2 separate regions of the Sus scrofa genome follow, and region 2 is linked to region 1. Evidence: chromatin contacts called from public HiChIP or PLAC-seq data. All regions are on one chromosome and are shown on one strand. Each heading gives the region's core, a stretch centred on a gene start, on an enhancer-like site or on the middle of the called end of the contact. The rest is flanking DNA. Distances are from core to core; before and after follow the strand shown.

The links. HiChIP or PLAC-seq counts read pairs in DNA pulled down with a chosen protein or histone mark.
Region 2: an H3K27ac HiChIP or PLAC-seq map of alveolar macrophages shows a contact between it and region 1. The contact joins two enhancer-like sites. A contact is called at or near these places in 3 of 47 Hi-C or Micro-C datasets (embryonic fibroblasts, heart right ventricle and subcutaneous adipose tissue) and 1 of 2 datasets of contacts at active chromatin or transcription factors (alveolar macrophages).

What each region holds. Positions count from the first base shown.
Region 1 is chr9:102,524,019-102,530,087 of Sscrofa11.1, forward strand. It overlaps PTPN12 (tyrosine-protein phosphatase non-receptor type 12), which reads right to left. Exons shown (of 16, transcript XM_021102557.1): 2 at 2,836-2,944; 3 at 889-965. All of the region lies in intron 3 of LOC102167692 (a long non-coding RNA gene), which reads left to right. Among named protein-coding and RNA genes, the nearest start is that of PTPN12, 37 kb to the right of the region's middle. Within about 2 kb of position 3,598, at least 5 of the 83 cell types and tissues checked have an H3K27ac peak or open chromatin away from gene starts, as enhancers often do. A contact at or near this core is called in alveolar macrophages, where this site is marked.
Region 2 is chr9:102,904,404-102,910,472 of Sscrofa11.1, forward strand. The region is part of intron 1 of CCDC146 (coiled-coil domain-containing protein 146); the gene reads right to left. Among named protein-coding and RNA genes, the nearest start is that of CCDC146, 12 kb to the right of the region's middle. Within about 2 kb of position 3,133, at least 4 of the 83 cell types and tissues checked have an H3K27ac peak or open chromatin away from gene starts, as enhancers often do. A contact at or near this core is called in alveolar macrophages, where this site is marked.

The DNA.
Region 1 (6,069 bases), core at 2,348-4,847:
ACATTTCTAATAGTTAGCAGAATATACCAAACAAGATAGTGGACTAAAATACTAAACTAGCACATAACTGAATCATACAATGAGTTAGTGTTATTAAGGGCAATTAAAAACTAGAACTCTTAACAAATGTCCTAATAAAAGAATATAAACCTCATTACATCTGAAAGAATGAAGTACCTATGTATTAATTTTCACTTAGCCTATTAGTTTTGGGTTTTGCAATAATTGTAGTAAAACTGACTTTTTGGAAAGAAATTTTATTTGAAACCATAACTATTCATAACTATTAATTTAACATAGATAATATATTAAAATATGTATAAATACCATATATAAAAAACTAAAACCATAAATGAATAAAAACTATTAATAGTTATTTATTTACTTAAGCAGCAGTTTGAATCTGTCTCTCTATTGGTAACTGTGTAAAAACTTGACTGCTTTAGATCAAAGAGTATCCAAAAAAGGTTATCTCTAAAGATTACATTCAATCTTGCATTTTGGCTGTCACTCGAAACCTAGTAAAAACTGCCAAAAGTTTTTAATCTAAATTTATATTCTATAATTTTATATCAGTATTACCCAGTAATTCTAGCCTGAGTAATTTAAGATAAGAAGATTTAGAAATCAGTATTTATAAGCCTTCAGTGTAAAAGAAACAAAAATAGAAAACTTTATATCCACTGACATAAAACTAAGCAAAAATCTTTATCTTCATGAATAAGGAAGCTATAAGGAAAGCATATAAAAATATGTCATGGCTGTGATTTTACTTTTACTTCTTTTGCTGTTGGTATCATGTTTAGGCAATTTAAAAAATTTTAATAAGACTAGTATGGAGGAAGAACTGAATAGGGCAGCGAAATACCACTTAAAGTTAATACATACCTTAATAAAATTTGCATTGATATAGTCTGAATCTTGAGAAGGAGTCTTTAAAGTCAACTTAACTCGGCTGTGATCAACTACAAGGAAATAAACGGATTTCGTGAATTATGTTTTCTTGGCAGATAAATTTTTTTCTAATGAACTATAAAATAATTTACTTTGAAAAACAATGAAAATTGACTCTAGTTACCAGCAGGGCAATTTGTAACATAGTGACAGTAACTAAGTCTGATTGTGAAGCTGTGTTTTAAAGTTAGAATCAGGATAATCTCAGGTGCTCTTTTAAAATACAAATTCCTGGAGTTCTCTTGTGGTGCAGTGGGTTAAGGATCTGGCACTGTCACTGCAGCAGCTTGGGTCACTCCGTGGCACAGGTGTGATTGGTGACCTGGGAACTTTCATACTGTTCTCCACAGTGGCTGCACCAATTTACATTCCCATCAGCAGTGTACAAGGGTTCCCTTTTCTTACAATGGGTAAATTTTATGCTATATAAATTATAAAATTGTTTTTAAAATACTGTACCTGCAAGCACTGGACATGGTAAATACACAAAGGAAACTGACAACTTACATTATTCTTATGACAGTAAGAAGACATATATCCCTAAACACCATACTTTCAATATAATTTTCCAAATTAAAATGACTAGAAATTTATTGGTAACTGACTTATCAAAGCTGAAATAACTTAAAGGGCAAAGGCACTGCTACTCGGCCTATAGCCCAGTGATAAGGAGCTTAAGCTCTAGAGCAAGGGCTCTCAAACTCAGCCCTTTTCAAATTTTGGCCTTCGATAATTCTTTGTTGTGGGGAGGCTGTAGCCTCTGTATTGTTTAGTGTAGCAGATACTTATCTTCTACCCACTAGATGCCAGTAGCAGCCTGCTCATTCCACATCCTAGTTAGGACAACCAAACCATCTCCAGACAATGGTAAATATCCCTGCAGGAGCAAAAGCACCCCAGATGAGAACAAATGCTCTGGATACAAACTGCCTGGGTTTAAGTTCTCATCTGCCCTACTAGTTGCATGACAAGCTATTTAATTTTTGCTTTTTAAAATAGGGACACTTAGGAGTTCCCACTGTGACACAAGGTGATTAGCAGCATCTCTGTAGCAACAGGACACAGGTTTGATCCCTGGCCGGGCACAGTGGGTTAAAGGATCTCATGTTGCCGCAGCTATGGTGTAGGTTGCAACTCTGGCCTGGATCTGATCCCTGGCATAGGAACTCCATAAGCCACAGGGAGACCCAAAAAAGAGAAAAAAATAAACCAAAAAACCCAAACAAATACAATGGGAACACTTAAATATGTATGCTTTTAAAGGCACTTTAAAGGCATTTTACTGGAAAACTATACTATTTAAGAATTTATTATTATTATTATTATTATTATTATTATTATTATTAGAATATAATGCTATCAGTCTTATGCATCACTTCAGAGATACATTTTTAGACCACTAAGAACAGTAGACACACAGGCATGAATCATGGCTCATTTTTAATACATAATTAATCAATTAAGGTTCTTACTGTGAACACACAATAGATAAGAGTTAATATTTTTAGCATTTCATAAAATTCATTCAATTATACTTATTGAATCATCGGTCTATATTATTTCATTTTAACAAAATAACTTCTTTGAACAGAGAGTCCACAAAAGGTATTTTTACTTGGATTTTGAAGTATTTAAAAATAAGTACCAGAGTAACTATGATACTTAAATAATAATAATGATAAGGCAAGTACAACAACAAAAACTACTGCCAGTAGGAAAGGCAAGCACGATCACAAATTATTTTTTTATAGTGTACCTTGAAAGAGAGGTTAATTACTACCTTCCTAACAACCAAATTCATTTGGAAAATAAAGGTAGTTTAGGCTACGAAACTGTTAATTAGCATTTCCATTTGTTCCGTTAGTGGCATTTCAAACTTACATGGCAGTATGTCCTTATATCTGTTTTTTTTAACGTTTTCTTCTTTTTCTCCAGTGGCTGTGGGATATATCTTTTCTGTTCTATATTTAGTTGACAATCTTCTTAATCGCTTACAATCGAAAAAAAAAGAAAAAAAAAAGAAAATTCAAGTTTAGAAAAATACTATTACTTCAAAATTTTAATGAAAATTTATTTATTTATTTATTTATTTTTTAATGAAAATTTAAATGATAGACAGCTCTTCACTGAATTTTACTAACCCCAATTCCTCACAGCCCATTCTCCTCACAACTCATTTTCCTGTTTTTCTACATTGACAATATCTTCCTACCCCTCAATATTAACCCTAATAATTTCTTTTTCAGTACAAGTATAAATATAAGATTAACATTCCAAGTAGTAGTAAAAGAAATGGGACCCCAGAATAAAAGTAATTTGATTTAAAGAAGTCATTAATAAGCTGAGTCAGAATATTTAACTTAGGGTCCCAAAACTCAAATTTAAAAATCATGCCTAAAAGATTATGTACACATTTCTTTATTCCTTCTCTCAATAAACCTTAAACACCCATGATGTGCCAGTCTCCTTCCAAGGCATAAGCTAATAATTACTTATAAGACACTGCAAAATAAAGTTCTTTCATATTGAATTGGATTTACCCAACAAAGACCAATTCTGCTTATTCACTGCATTACAGAAGTGGTTTGTGAGTTAGTGACAAATTCTTACCACATATGGCAGTAGGGATGTTCTTAGGGCTGGAATATTTCTGCATGTCAGTAATACACTTCCTGCTTTCAGAAGCACTGAAAGTCAGCATTGTGAATTGTTTAAATTCACTACTCAACTACACTGCTGAAATTTAATTTCAAAGGAGCCTGCTTTCATCTAGGCTTAAAGACATATTGAAGGCATATTCAACAAATTATTAAATATAAATGAAAAAGCAGTTTGGTAACATTTAACTTTTTCACCATGGTTTTATTCTTGCTCATTCTGATGCTGATAATTAACAACTAAAAATATTATGTCTCTATTTTTTAAAAAATCACAGATTTTATTTAACTTATGTAACTTTAATTCAAGATTCTTATTCTCATTATGACATACTTTAACATACTGCACTTGAAATAATCTTACTATTCTATTACCTATAGAATAGTAAGCATGTTGTTTTTCTCTGAAAAACTACTGAACTTTATCATCACAATCTCAGAGACCTAAATCAGCAATATATACTCCTGCACTGGCACAATGTCAAAGCAAAATTCACATTTATGATGCTATTTCCTGTGGTAATAAAAATTCTCAAAGTATGTAACTGTATTGGGGGGAAAATTATATCTGAAAAATAACTGGGAGTTGCCGTTGTGGCTCAGAGGTTAACGAATCCGACTAGGAACCATGAGGTTGTGGGTTCGATCCCTGGCCTTGCTCAGTGGGTTAAGGATACGGCATTGACATGAGCTGTGGGGTAGATCAAAGACGCGGCTCGGGTCCCAGGTTGCTGTGGCTGTGGTGTAGGTCGGTGGCTACAGCTTGATTAGACCCCTAGCTTGGGAACCTCCATATGCCGAGGGAGCGGCCCAAGAAATGGCAAGAAGACAAAAAAAAAAAAAAAAAAAAAAAAAAAAAAGGAAATTGGCTGTTGGTGAGGGTGTGGGAAAACCAGAACATTAATGCAATGCTGGTAGAACATGAGCACAACTCCTAAGGAGGGTAATTTGGCAATTATAAATACACATAACCCCTCATCCCAGGCTGCACTTCTACAAATACATTCTTTAGGTAAATGGCTCACACTCATAAAATGATATAAACAGAGTTATTTATCATGGAATTGTTTATAACAGCAAAAGACTGCAAACAATTATTATTGTTTTGGAAAAGACTATAGTAAAGGATTGGCTAAAATGATTTGTTTCATTTTATACAAATATGATACAGTTGAAAGAAATGAGGAAGGCTCTTGATATACAGTGATATGAAAAGATCTCGGTAAGTACACGTGTAAAAAAGCAGAAAACAATAGTGTATATAATACACTACTGTTGGTATCAAAAAGAAAAAGTTCCCGTCGTGGCGCAGTGGTTAACGAATCCGACTAGGAACCATGAGGTTGCGGGTTCGGTCCCTGCCCTTGCTCAGTGGGTTAACGATCCGGCATTGCCGTGAGCTGTCGGGTAGGTTGCAGACGCGGCTCGGATCCTGCGTTGCTGTGGCTCTGGCGTAGGCCGGTGGCTACAGCTCCGATTCGACCCCTAGCCTGGGAACCTCCATATGCCGTGGGAGCGGCCCAAAGAAATAGCAAAAAGACCAAAAAAAAAAAAAAAAAAAGAAAAAATGTGTTTGTACTTAGAAATTTTCATATCGCTAAGAGCCACTAATCTATGATGTAGTATAAATAAAACAACGGTGATCCATTAAACATAAACTGTTTTGTACATTTAAAAAAATTGACATCATAAAAATTCTACCCAAATGTAGAATTAAAAAGACATCCTCAAATAGGAACTGACTTTCTAACAAAAAAGGTCAGCTTTATAGTCTGCTGCTTGAATTAAAATTCTTGATCTGACACTCTCTTGCTTTATGATACTGAACATATTTAAACGGTGGCTCACTCTCTGAGACATGAGCATAATACCTAGTCTCAGCAAAGAGCCTGGCACAAAAAAATGGGCTCAAAGAATGTTAACTATTACCATTAAGTCAATTAATGAAACTTTTTAAATGTTATTTGCTACTAAAATTTCTTTCTTTTTTAGATCAGAGATCAAAAGGAGTCACATATTCTAGACCAATTTGTTTGCCTGAGAGTATTAAATATTATAAAGCATCCTTCATTCATACTGCCAAATTTGAGCATGCTTCATAAGCACCTAGAGGGCTTGTTAAAAGGAGGAATGCAGGGTCCTACCCTCAGAGTTTCTTCTGCTCAGTAGGTCTGGGGTACAGCCTGAGAATTTGTATTTTTAATATGGGATGCTGCTGCTGCTGCTGCTGGAGGCTGTGCTTTAAGAATCACTGGTTGTAAGGTATGTTCAAGAGACAGGAGTATTGTGATCAATTGCATGGAGGAATGGAAACAGATTTTCAAAAACTCTTAGGTTCCTCTGTATTTTATTTCAGTGGTAGCACTGAAAATTTTTGGAAAGTTGATGATTTTTCTTGGGAGGAGGAGGACGGATTAGGAATAAAGAAGGAAAATGTAATTATCAAGTAGCAAAAAAA
Region 2 (6,069 bases), core at 1,883-4,382, 380 kb after region 1:
TTGTGCGTTGAATTTATTCATGTCTAGATATTTTATTCTCTGTACAGTTGTATAATACCCATTATTACTACACGAAGACAAGATCAGACTTGAAATATTTTTTTAAAGATATGGATACAGATTTTAGGTCATGTTTTTATTTATTTATTTTCTTTTTAGGACTGCATCTGCAGCATATGGAAGTTCCCCGGCTAAGGAGCCTCAGCTGCCAGCTACACCGCAGCTCACCGCAACCAAGGACCCTTAACCCACTGAGCAAGGCCAGGGGTGGAACTCCTGTCCTCATGGATACTAGTCAGGTTTATAACCCACTGAGACACCATGGGAACTCTTTAGGTCATGTTTTAAAAGGCGGTAGAAAAGCTTTGTCATTCAAAGGCCCAGCAGTTCAGACCGCAACTTCTTTCTGTTCCTGAAAAAAAGAAAGAAAAGGAAAAAAACCCTCTCAAAAAAGAATCCTGCCCAAAACCCCCAACTCTGGCACGGGAAAAATTAAAACCACTGCAATCAGTATGTACGGATAAAATCTGTCTCATAATCAAAGTGTTAAAGTAACAATGTGGCTTGGACCACCTATAATGAAAGACATGCACACACATAAAAGGAATCAAAACTCTTGAGAGGAAGCTCCAAGTGCCTATCTCATCTTTAAAGTAAATGTTTACAGTACTAGGTAGTAAAGTCTTAAATTATGTGCACATGTAACCAATGAGGAACCAGTTTATTGCCCATGATCACAGAGAAACCAAGACTCTCACAAGAGGAGCGCCCTTCTCTAGGATGGAAAGATGCTGAGAGGGCTCTAGCCCTACTCCCAACTCATTTCATTGTTCTTTTGCCTCCTTTTGCATAACTCCCACCCCACGCACATATCCGAGAAAAGTTACTTATTCTTTCTTCAAAGCTACATTTTACCCCCCTCGTTCTTATTACTCATTTCAGAGTGGGTGTAACAGACAGGGTTGTGGTGGGTGAGCATCATCCAAGTGGAAGAACTACCATGGAAACAGACTTGATTTTTGTCTCTAACATATCCTTCTGGCCACCCTCATCAACGTGCAGATGTACCTGCTTGGTGTTCACTCACCTGTGCACCTAATAAGAAAATTCATATGGTCCTTCATGATTTCAGCAAAGCTTTCCTCACATTGTTTCACTTAATCCTTAGAACAACCATGTTCCATAAGAATTATCTCCAGTGCTTGCTTTAGCAGCACACATACTAAAATTGGAACAACACAAAGAAGACTAGCAATGGCCCCGGTGCAAGGATGACACACAAATTCATGAAGTGTTCCATAGTTTTGCATCTGGGGTGGGGCTTAGAGGGAGAAAGAAGGAGTCAAATGTTCTGAGTGCACATGTGCACGCGTGCGCACGCGCACGCACACACACACACAGAGAATTATTACCTCTATTACATAGGCGATGGAATTGAAAATTGGAGAATATAAACGGTGTGCTCAAGCTCACACAGCAATAGATGGCAGTACTTATGCAAACCTGTGTTCACTGGCTCCAAATCCCTTACCCTTTTCCATAATATTCTATACAGGTCATTTGCCATGGCCTTTACAAAGCCCTTTCTTCTAGGAGTCCACTAGTGGAAAACAGGATTAAGAATATAGGCAGGCTATTGGAACACAACTTCTGTCCCTGCAAAGGTATAAGGCTAGGACCCCTTCAGCAAAGCGCAGGCCAGCACAGTGTAAATCAGTTTAAAACAAATTAATTCTAGTAGTGATTATTAGGCAGCCCATGGGCTACTGAACAATGGGCTATAGAATTTGTTGTTATAGTTACGAACCAAAGGAACGCCTTCACATACACAAAGTATGACAAGAAATGCTGAGCTTAGGTCTGTAATAATTTACAGTCATTCTGCAAGTCCAATCAGGCTTCAAAAATTCAGAGTGCCTGAGAGGTCCTCTTGGTTTCCCTAGCAGTTTCTAAATAATTTTATAGCAAGCAGAGACTGAGTTCCAAAGCCAGTGGGAGGTGTGGAATGCCCAAGTGTCTCTGAAGCTGACAGTCTTCCAGAAGGTCCATTAAACAGAGATTCTCCATGTTTGCTTGGAATCTAGAATCCTGACATTACAGGCCATTCCTCATTCTTGCTACAAAAATGTGCATGTTTTTTCAAATTCCATTATCTTTGCTGGAATTTTTTAAAAACGATAACAGAAAGCACATTCATAACATTACGACACTAGTCTATCCTATTTAATTAAGTCATTGCCTTGCAAACCTCCTCTTTCATTTATACCTTTTCTCTTCCCCATACCATAGTCAATAGGAACTGTGGGTCTACACAGGTCTGTTTTCTTAGCAAAGATCTTCATGAAATATGGCCTATCACTGCCTCCCATCTGCAACATCCCAGGATTTTCCCTTCTTCCTTCTCTTTCTCCCCCTCCTCCTGTTATTTCATCTAAGACTGGGATGAGTGGCTTTAACTTTGTCTACCAGGATGACAGCATGCATTAATGGAAACGACTAACTTGGAAATTCCTCAGATTAGGCTTGAATCACATCCCTCCTCTTCCTATGTAAACTTGGGCAAGATGTTCAGCCTCTAAGTTAAGTTTCCTTAACTTCGAGATGATTTAAGAGTTGTTATGAAGATTAAATGGTACAACACATGTGAAGTCTTGACCCAGACCAGCATGGAGTTCTCAGTAAATGGTAGCTTTCTCACCTCACTGCCTGGTTCTTTTACTTTTGTGAATAATATACCTTAAATTATTTTTATAGGGAACAAATAAACAGAGGTTAGCTTGAGGCTGGACAAATTATTTCAGGAATCTATTGTCTAGAAAAAGTGATCTGGGTCCTCTTTAGCATGATTTTGTGCCAAAGCTCTCCTTAGGATTTTGTGTGAGGGTCCTGGTTGACCTCATCTTCAAATCCCACTGTGAGATGGTTAAGTCTAGGATAAGAAAGACTATATAGGATACTGGGTATTGGAGAGGGAGAGAGGGAACAACTAAAATTTTTATAAGTCCTGAAAAGAATACGTATCAACTCTGAGTCAGGGAAGAACCAGCTTTAGACAATAAGTAAAGCAGGCAAATTTCCTTCTCCCTTGTCTAGAAATTTCACGGCCTCGTATGATTGCATGAGTATTTCCTGTTCTCAGGCTTCCTCTGGCCCTAGGCATAGCCCTACTTTTGTCTTCCTCTCCCCTGGCAGGGTCTCTTACTCAATTTCTTTCCTTCCTCTAAAAGCAAAGGTTCTTTATATTACTTATAGGGTTAGACAAATATTTAGCAAGCCAGCTGTCCTTCTTTACATTGGAAGAGGAAATTTAAAATAAAAATAAACAAAAACCCCTCTTTCTTAGATGGGGAACTAGGAGAGGTGGTGAGGAAACAAGTTGCCATGGGCCCCTGAGGCAGCCTGTCCACCCAGGACCAGGCTCAGGAAATGCAACAGTGCAACTTGGACATTCAAGGACCTCAAAGGGAAAATGTTCCTCCTTCTCTACGTGGGATCTGGGAGAAGTAGCAAGGTTCCAGGGCCATCATAAACTCTGCGCTTTCATATGATAAAACAGAGAAAACGAGGCAGAAAAGGCCCAAGAGAGGCCACAGAATGGAGTAGAAGAGGTGTTGAGGATGACTGGAGTGCTGTGCCTCAAGAGCCCTTGGTGTTATGATGAAAAGACATGGCTTCAGAAAGCTTTGTGGACCATACCATTGAGAACCAAATGGGGATGCAGAATTCTCAGATGATGCAGGCATGGAGCCCATATCTTAGACCCAGGCAGATGTTTATCTCAGGAAGAGTCAGTGTGGTCAGACATCCACCATGGACAGACAGCCATTCTGAAGCCATGATGCTATCTTGTAACCCTGAACTTGAGTCTCATGCCCAGGAGAGGAAAAGAGAAACATAATTTTTATTTAAAAAAAATTAGCTTTATTGAGGTATAATTTATGTTCAATAAAACTCACAATTTTAGGAGTACAATTTGATGAGTTTTTACAAACATTGACAGAAGTGTAATCACTGGCAGATTCTCACAGCTCTGAAAAGTTCCTTTGTGCCCTTTATAGTCAGTGCCCCTTCTGTCCCCATTTCCTCCATCCCAGCCACCGCTTTGCTTTTTCTAGAATTTCATTAACTAGAATTATGTATGTTTCTGGCTTCTATCACTTACCATAAGGTTTCTGAGGTTCATCTACATTGCTGTGGATATCAGTATTTCATTTCTTTTATTGCTGAGTGCTATTCCATTACACAAAGATACCACCATTTATTTGCCATTCTCCAGTTGAGAGATATTTAATTTCTTATTTTGGGGCTATAATGAATAAAATTGCTGTGAACATTTGAATATAAGACTTCATAGGAATAAATATTTTCATTTCTCTTGGATAAATACTGTGGAATTGCAGGGTCATATGGTAAATTATGTTTAATTCTATAAGCAACTTAAATTGTCTTCCAAAGTGGCTGTACCATTTTATATTCCAGTCAGCAAGGTATAAGAGTTCCCACTGCTCCACGTCCTTGTTAACATTTGATATTGTCAGTATTTTTAGTTTTAGCCATTTTGATGGGTTTGTAGTGGTATCTAATTTTAATTTTTGTGGTTTTAATTTGCATTTCCATAATGACTTATTTTGTTAGGTATTTTTTTATAAGCTTATTTGCCATTTACATATCTTCTTAGTTTAAGAGTATATTCTTTTTTGTGCTCATCAAAAAATCAGGTTTTCTTATCACTGTTGTAAGAGTACTTTGTGTGTTACAGCTACAAGTCCTTTATCAATATATTTCATATATATTTTCCCTCGATCTCTCTTCATTCTGAAGAGAAAAACTTCTGAATTTTGAGGAAATTCAATTTATCATTTTTTATGGTTTATGCTTTTTGTATCTTAAGAAAACTTTGCCAAAATCAAGCTTAAAATATTCCCCTCTATGTTTTCTTTCAGAATGTTTATAATTTTAGCTCTTCTATTTGAATTTTTTATCTATTTTAAATTTTGTTGTATGATTTGAAGTAATAAGTGTTGGGTTTTTTTGGGGGGAAATGGAGAGAATTTGTTGGAAAGAGCATCCTCTTCCCATTTTAGTATTATAATTATAGTAGCACTTTTTTCAAAAATTAACTAGCCAAATATGTATAGGTCTATTTTTATATTCTCTATTCTGCCCCATTGATTTAAGTGTCTGTTCTTATAGCCATACAATATTGTATTGACTATTGTACTTTATGGTAAGTCTTAAAATGAAGTAGTGTAAGTCCTCAAACTTAGATCTTTTTAAAAAATTATGGCTATGCTAGGTACTTTACATTTCCATATACGTTTTAGAAGGAGCTTGTCAATTTCTATTTTTTAAAAACCCTGCTAGAATTTTGACTGGGCAATGGATTGATACATCAATGTGGAGTGATATGCAAAGTTAACATTGAGTTCTTATTTTCCTTGAATATGGTATTTCTCTCCACCTAGTTAGAAAGTCTTCAATTTCTCTCAGCAATGTCTTAACGGATTTCAGAAAATCAGTCTTGCTTATATTTCATTAAATTTATCCCTAAATAGTTCACATGTTGTATGTTATTGTGTGTAAATGGTACTGTTTAAAAATTTCAAATTCCAAATGCCATTTTAGTCCTTAGAAATAGAATCGATTTTTGTTATTGACCTTGTACCTTGCAACCTTGTCAACTTTTTAATTAATTCAGTTAGCTTTTTATAATATTCCTTAGAATTTTCTACTTAGATGATCATGGTATCTGCAAATGAAGACAACTCTACTTCTTTCTGTCCAGTGTAGATTCTTTTTATTTCCTTAGCATTGGATAGGACCTCCAGAACAATAAATTGGTGAGAGGGAACAACTTTGCCCTGTTTCAGATCCTAAGGGGAAAAAGCATTCAGTCTTCTATGGTTAAGTATGGCATCAAATGTTAAGTTTTTCATAGGTAGAGGAAATTCTGTCTCTTCCAAGTTTGTGGAGTTTTTAAAATCAGGAATGGGTATTAAATTTTGCCAAATTTTTGGATTTTTTTAATCCAGTAAAATGATCATATTTTCCAAGTGATAGGAACAACTT